Regions from separate parts of the Pogona vitticeps genome. Here region 2 is linked to region 1. A link is a contact called in public Hi-C data. All regions are on one chromosome and are shown on one strand. Each heading gives the region's core, a stretch centred on a gene start, on an enhancer-like site or on the middle of the called end of the contact. The rest is flanking DNA. Distances are from core to core; before and after follow the strand shown.

Evidence for each region. Hi-C and Micro-C count contacts between places; a contact is called where the count stands out from the background.
Region 2: a Hi-C map of blood shows a contact between it and region 1, with 5 times the contacts expected there. The contact joins the promoter of ABCD1 here to the promoter of IDH3G in region 1. A contact is called at or near these places in 2 of 2 Hi-C or Micro-C datasets (blood and muscle).

Annotation. Positions count from the first base shown.
Region 1 is chr2:178,095,881-178,099,991 of PviZW2.1, forward strand. IDH3G (isocitrate dehydrogenase (NAD(+)) 3 non-catalytic subunit gamma) reads left to right here and starts at 2,089. Exons shown (of 14, transcript XM_072991423.2): 1 at 2,089-2,246; 2 at 3,234-3,275; 3 at 3,870-3,881. The coding sequence starts at 2,175.
Region 2 is chr2:178,261,070-178,264,639 of PviZW2.1, forward strand. ABCD1 (ATP binding cassette subfamily D member 1) reads right to left here and starts at 1,564. Exons shown (of 10, transcript XM_020792957.3): 1 at 496-1,564. The coding sequence starts at 1,434.

The sequences.
Region 1 (4,111 bases), core at 839-3,338:
ACTTTTTATGGGCAGAAAGTAAAAAAATCAATAACGGATCCTCGTAATTTCATACGATTTTTTTATGTGGGATCTTCGCCAAATCACCATCGAACCGTAAATCTTATATGTACCTGCAGACAACACCACAAAAATCATGGATTCTTCATCACTTTGCAGTGGCTCAAAATATGGATCCGAGTCGCAGATCGTCATGATTTTATATGATTTTTAGATGGAATCTGCCCTGAACCACTGTAAGGTCACAGATCCAATTTGCACCCACAGACTACACCAAACAAACCATGAGTTCTTCTGTGCTTGGCTTTACATTGGTGCAAAAATTTGGTTATCAGACACGGATTCTCATGGATTCTATATTTTCCTGTAATATACTCTCCAAATCATGTCCAATCATAGCCCCATCTGCACATGAAGATTATAACACAGAAATCATGGGTCCCCCACTGCATGGATTTCCAGTGGTACAAAAATGTATCCAAAGCACGGATCCTCATGAATCTACATGATTTTTATGTGGGATCTGCCCCCAAACCACTGCCAAATATTAAGTCCTATTTGTACTCACAGGCTACAACATGAAAGATTGTGGGTCCTTCAGAGCCTGCCACTGCAGTGGGGCAAAAACATGGATCTGTAGCAGAATTCCTCAAGGGTCCAAATGATTTTGATGTAAGATCATCCTGAAGCCACTATCAATCTACGCCCACAGCCTACAACACAGAAATTATGGGTCCAGTGTATGGCTTTGGAGTAGGAGAAAGACATAGATCCAAGCCATGGATCCTCATGGAGTCACATTTTTATTTGGGATCTGCCTCTTTGCACTGATCCCAGGTATTGGCAGGAAGCACACCATCATGTGCTTTATGACTATTGTGTTTCTGTGCACATCTCAGGCTGACATAAAGAATGTCAGAAAGAACAAGATGAGGTTCCCTCCCATTCCCCGTCAAAAGGCTGGAAAGACAGTTGCACCTTTCTTCAAGACTAGACCACTAGGTGGGTTAGACCTGACTAAGGGTGTTCAATGTGGGCCGCAGAAATCAGCAGGCTTTTTTTTCAAAAACAAGTCACACCCTCTAATAATGGATCTTCCCTAATGCATGGAATGTGATATGGGATAGATCCAGATCTGGAAAGTCTCCACCTTTCAAACAGAGACAAGAGACCTGAAGGTACCTGGAGGCTGGCTACTTGGGAGGCCATCTCTGGTCCTTGGTCCTCCTGGTGGGAAAAACAAGGGGATGCCTCCTCAGCCCAGCCCAGATATCCAGGATCAACCCTTGCTTTCTCAGGAACCTTCATTCTGGGAGATGCTGGGAATGAAACTTCCAAATGTGCTAGTAGTGAACATGAAAAGAGAAGGGCAAAGTGGTTGAGAAGGGAAGCAATGAGCTGGTTTGTGTTAAGTGAACATTTACTTCACCTATAGAATTAATTTAATAATTGTACGTATAATAGCCAATGATGTGCAATAAATGGTGTTTGATGTGTAAATGTGGTGATTTGCATGCATTTTACAGTAATTCCTGTGTATGATGGACCCACTGAATCTGAAATGCCATGGGGTCCCCCACGGTCTAAATCTGGCCCTGTTCAGTAGAAAGGCAGGGCTCTTTCTGAATTCAAAGTCTGGAAATAATGATTGGTTAGTGCTAAACAGATACTGTAATTACTTCAGTCCAGAAAGGGTCCCTTTCAGTCAAACAAACTACTCATGCACACAGAGGCTCACTGCTCAAAACCTCTGAACTTTCTTGCAGAAGGGATTTTGATCTTTACAGCCTCAGGCAACCTCTCTGGGGCAGAAATCAAGTGCATCACCGGGACAATCATCAATAGGGAGTGAAGCCGGCTGTAACAAACAGAAAAAGCAGAGCTGTCGAATGATGCCTCATTAACTGTCATTTAAGATTAAGACGTCTTCGTCTTTTTTATTTGTATTTGTACGTTTTACTTTTATTTTGTTTTTAACCTGTAAGACCTTCCTAAGACTTCCTCCGAACATCCTCTCCTTCCTACGGAATAGGAAACCTAGGTAGGAAGTGCCTTCTTCTGCACGCGCGGGCTCCCCTCTCGCGAGATTTCATGCCCAGTCTCGCGGTGCTTGGATCAGCTTTCCCGGATTCCACGCGCAGACCCCCCTCCCCTCCCGCAAAGGCGCCTCAAGGATGGCAGGCTCCGTGGTTTGGAGTATTACTACTAGGCGGCTTTGGAGGCCGGTCTTGCTGGCCCCTCGCTCGGTGAGTAGAGAGGACCTGTTGTGGTTGCGATGTTGTTGACCTCTGTGACGAAGGGGAAAAAAAGGAGGAGGCGTGGGTTTCCTTTTGTGGGGGCAGAGGAAGAGGGGGAAAACAACCCCGTCTATGGTGCTTTTGATTGGCTAAGAAGCCATTTGTAGGTGGGCCGAAGTGAGCAAAAGCGTTTTCCCATTGGCTTGGCGGTGCGTCGAGGGTGTGCCATTTTGGATGTGGGCGGGATTAGTGGTGTTAGAAATGCCTTTGGTTGGACAACAGCTTGAGTAGGCGTGACTGAAAGTTTTGAGCTAACAAGGGTCGGCGTTGAGCAGTCTGGTTCCTTGGGGAGCGTTTGACCCTCAGGCTCCAGTGGCTGAGGGCTTGGGAGCCGCAGCTCCCATCATCCTCCAGCGTTGGTTATGCCGGCTAGAGGCGATGGGGTTTGCAGTCCCAACAGCATCTGGAGGGCCACACGTTTCCTACCCCAGCCCAGGTTGCTACCTGGATGCCTCTTCCTTCTATACTTCTGTGACATCTGCAAGCTTTCCTGTGGCTTAATTTTTTTCTGTACCAATAACACATTCAGCTGATTAATTTTCCAGTGATATTAAAACTCCTGTTCCATGCAGAGTGGAAAGAAAATCACGTGTTTTTCTGTAGAAATGCATAAAGGGTCCATTGGAAATACAAAATGGTGGTCTTCCTTTTAGGATGTGGTGGAATTGGGAATTTACTAGACCATGTTCATGGCTTGGGAATGTGGGGGAATGCCAAATGTTGCTGGACTACAACTCCCACCCATCCCTACCATTGGCTATGCAGGTTAGGACAGATGGGAATGGTATTTGAACAACCTCTGAGGGACCTCACATTCCCTAGCCCAGGGCTTGCTTAGTCTCAGCTGAATTCCACACACTTTTCTAAAACAATGATTTCCGGATTCCTTATTATTTTAAAATCTAGCACGTGCTTTGTTTCTCGTTTTCCTCACAGGTGCAACCTCTAGCAGATGGCAACCGCAGGAATGTGGCTTCGGTTTGTATAACTAACACTTGTCCTTTGCCCTGGAAAAATAATGTAGGGTAGTTCTGGTGTCCTGTGCTGTATTACTGCCATCATCCCTGGCCCAAACTTAACAACATTTTGCTGCCTGAGGCAAAAGGCAAGGCAGCCTACTTATCTGGCATGAGAGGTAATGTGATCATGAAGGTGATTTTCCTCAGGAAGCAGGCTAGTTGGGGGGAAATCAGGACATTTTTCTTTGGCACATACAGCACCCTCGTTCAGTAGAGGAGGAGCATCGGGGAAGTCTAGTTGGAAGAGCTGGGAGGCTCCTTTTGCTGCCCTCTGTATATGCTCTATGAAGCAGTTGTCTCATTTACTCAAATAAGGTCTGACCTTTCCACCACTTCCCTGCTTGCAAGTTCTTTGTTTTATATGACCAAACTGCTACCTACTCTTCTACCCTTTGGATGGAAGAGGCTGTAAAATCAGGTTCTAATACAATGTCACATGGGTGGTTTAAGTAGATGTCCTTTTGGTTAAGGCTGCATTTTCTATGTTTCTGTCTAAAGTTTCCTTTTTTTCTTCTCTCTTCCCTCATATATGTTCCTGTCACATCGCCTACAGCAACAGATCATTGTAAGTAGTATGTCAATGAAGTTTCAGCTTGGGGGGGCAGAACCACTTGGTTCATCTGTCTTTTTTATTTATTTTTTATGTGGGTGCAAAAATTCCAAGTTGGATAGGAAGGGGGATGGCTGGTTCTGTATTTCATGTCAATGGTTTCTGTACTGAGGGTGAGAAATAGGTTTGACTTAAAAGCTGCAGGCCCAAATAAAGAGGCCGAGCACATGCATTTTGATATAAAT
Region 2 (3,570 bases), core at 314-2,813, 160 kb after region 1:
GATGGTTCAGGCAGAAGTCAGGCATGAGCAACAGAAACCAAAGAGGGTTTCAACAAGAAATCAGGAAGCTGCTACCAGAGTGGGAGCTAGTTACTAAACAATTAGAGATTCCAAGCTGGGTAAATACAGGTCAAGGCCGCTCCTTTGCGCAGGGCAGATTCAAGGAAAAGGACTACAAAGCAACAAGGAGTAAACAAAGGTACCGGCTCATGTAACTTCTTTGGAATCAGTTTCAATTCAACCTGGCGACTCTTAGTAAAGACCAGTGGCCCCCATTATAATAATTTAGTTATTTTTAAAAAATAGAGAGGAACTGGCAAGACAAAGGGAGAGCGGAGAGTAAAAAAACACAAACACCCTTCTTGATTTCCCCGATAGTTCCACATCCACACTATAGCTCTGTACTTCGAAGCCCCGAAGTCATCCTGGCAACCCACCAATGACAACCCTACCTTTGTCCTCAAACACCTTGGTATCCCGCACCGCTCAGTTTACCTTGTGACCTCCATAGAAGGCAATCTCTTCAGAGTTGGCCACCACTCGGGAATGCATGTACCGCAGCTCTCCTTTCCGGCGGGCTTCCTCGGCCACCAGCTGTCCAAACTTTGGCGAACAGGCACGCAACACCTTGGCAGTGATGCCGACCGCTAGCCCGGCGATTACTGAGGGCCAGGCTGTGTCAGCCCCTTTGGATCTGGCTGAACTGACAAGGGTATAGGAAGTCACAATGAGATCAAGCACGGGCTTGGTCAGGTTCGAATAGAGGTGGGCCACAGAGCTTGCAAAGGCCACCAGATCTTCCGTGAGAGACTGGTCTGGGTTGCGCAGGCGTCCGTCCATGTTGCTGACCCGGTAATAGGTCTGGCCCTCAAAGTACAGCTGATAGGCATGGTCCACTAACCGCCCACGGAAGGCCAGGCTCAGCTGCCCCTCCAGGTAGCGAATGGCACTGTTGACAAAGGTGGCTGGGAGGGCGATGAGCAGCCACTTGAAAAGCTGCCATGCAAAGTCTCGTGGGTTCTTGCGGACGATGCAGCGGGCCAAGCGCCCATCGAGCTGGGCCACATAGACGGAGAGGAAGGTGCGGCTGGCGAGGGCAGCTGAGTGCAAGGCCAGGAGTCCGGTCTCCTGGCACAGCAGCCCAGGGAACAGCAGCCGCAGGAGGCGCAAGAGGCGAAGGAAGAACACCTTGTTGACCCCAGGCTGCGATGCGGCCGCCTCTTCTAGGGCCCCCCATTTGGCCGACGGCTCACCAGGGTGAGGGGGTCTCGTTGGGTTAGAGTTGACCCGGAGGTCTGAGCTCGCCCACTGCCGCCGCAAGATGGGGTACAGCTTCTTGGCGCCATACGCTGCCACCAGCAATGCCACGGCTGCCCTTTTGGCCGTGACCCCCTGGGCCAACCGTGTTGCCACTTTTGCTGTGGCAGTTGGCATGATGCCCCCAGGGCGGGGAGGGGGGGCACTGCCCCTCTCTTCCTACTTTCCCCCTGTCTGTCCTTCTCTTTCTTCTTCCTTTGCCTCTTCCAGCTCCAGTATCACCACCACCACCACCACCACCACCACCTCCACCTCCGCCTGGCTGCTGGCAGCACTGACTCGCCACCGAGTCCGCGCTTATCCCACAACGCCCAGCCCTTAAACTGACAGGATAGGAGGAGACTGAGGAATGCCCATCCCTTCTCGATCATAGAGAAAAGCCTCAGGCCATCATAGAGAGGACGTAGCGGGGGGGGGGGGAGGAACCAGGTCGTTCCCCGGGGTGACCGCTAGATGGCTCACGATAAGACTTTAAAAGAGCACATAAGACAAAAAAAAAAAAAAAAAAAAGATAGAGTTGACCACGGGAATATTGTTCAGCCTTCTTTCGAGTGCGCCGGGTTTTTTTTTTCCTTCATCACCTTATGCTGGGGACCCTAACGCCAAGGTTAAGTCTTAGGGACGGGAATGGAACTTCCTATGAACTAGTAAATATGTACAGGAGTTTGTTTTAAAGCTGGAGGCTAAATTCCTTTTTAAAGAAATAATGCTTTGTTTGGCTGGAACTGGCACACCCATTATAATCATTCCTGGAACTGGGTGTCAAAATCATGGCTTTCTTAATAGCTGGACGCTGAGCAGCAGAATGACTAGCATCCTGAGGACCGTAATTTTACCTCTTGATTGACACCGAGAGAGTTGTTTGTGTGTTTTGGCTTTTATATATATATTTATTTGGTGAGCGTGCGTGCACTGTAAATTAAAGAGTGGGTGGAATTGCTTTTCTGAATCATAGTAAGGCCCTCCATTTTCTACAAAGGTGAGGACTGTGTGGATTTCCTGATACATTTTTCAGGCTGCAATGGTGGGTGAAAGAGATACAGATAAATACTTGTTGGGTGTTTGCTTGAGACAGTTTTGCTACTCCTGTGGCCCACAAGCAGCCTATACCCTGGATATGTATGTGCTGTCCTGGCATTCAATTCAGGGTAAGGAAATGGTTGTCCATTTTTAGTGAAACAGATCTACAAGAAATAGGCAGTAAAAAAAACTAATTAAGGGTCATTATAATAAATGAGTGTGTACAGAACTAGTGTTACAGAGATTAAAATTAGACTCTGGCCTGATTCTTATCACTGGTTTATCTGGTTTTACTCATAGCTGTACTTTCTTGATCTGAAGGTGCTAAAGGCCACTTTCATAGGAATAAGCTATAATCCTCTGAACCTATATACCAGCCCCACTATTCTGAAGTGGCCTCACTAGCTTCATCAAATTGCCTGTGAAACCCTCCTACTATTCCAATATTTGCAGTTAAGCCCAGGGATAGTTCAGTTCACATCATTTGCACCCCAAGTGCCAGATGTTCATTTCTGGTTCCTCAAAACAGCAAGGATCACATTACACCCTATTTTATAGCACACTTTTATGTGAGGCAGGCTGTTATGTCAAGCTCCCTCCTATTAAAACCAAAGGTATTTATTATACTGTATTTATAACATGTTTCTCAAGTAGACCTGATCACAGCAAGATTTAATAAGCATTAATCTCAGAGCATGTACACCTGACTGGCACTGGATGAAATCATGTACCTTCACATCCTCAGTTGCACCAGAGTAGTTGCACCTAATGACTCAAAGCTGCTTGGTGAATAAATTCCTCCACAAATTCTGTTGGTTAAAATGGGCCTACTCAGCATAGGTCAGAACTAGAGTTGGCCCATTTGAATCAATGGAACTTATAGAGGAGTTGACTTATCAAATCCTCACTGATTTGATGGGCCTACTCTAGTGTGCTAAGCAACAAGATGTCAGCCCTTATGCCACTGATGGTCATTCTGCCACCCTTTGGGCACTGTGTAGTCTCCTGCTGCCACTGTAGCTTCTGAATCCAAGTAGCTGTTCTGACTGGAGAACGGAGGCATTGAAGGTAATGTGTGCAAGCAAGCTATATCTGCTATTTTAAGAACTGGTGGCAGTTTCCTCTTTCATGTTTATACAAAGGAGACCAAGGGAGGTGTTGCATCCCGAGCCAAAAAGAGCGCTGGGGACAGGCAGCTCATCTTCAAGAGCATGGAAAGTGTCTGACTGCTAT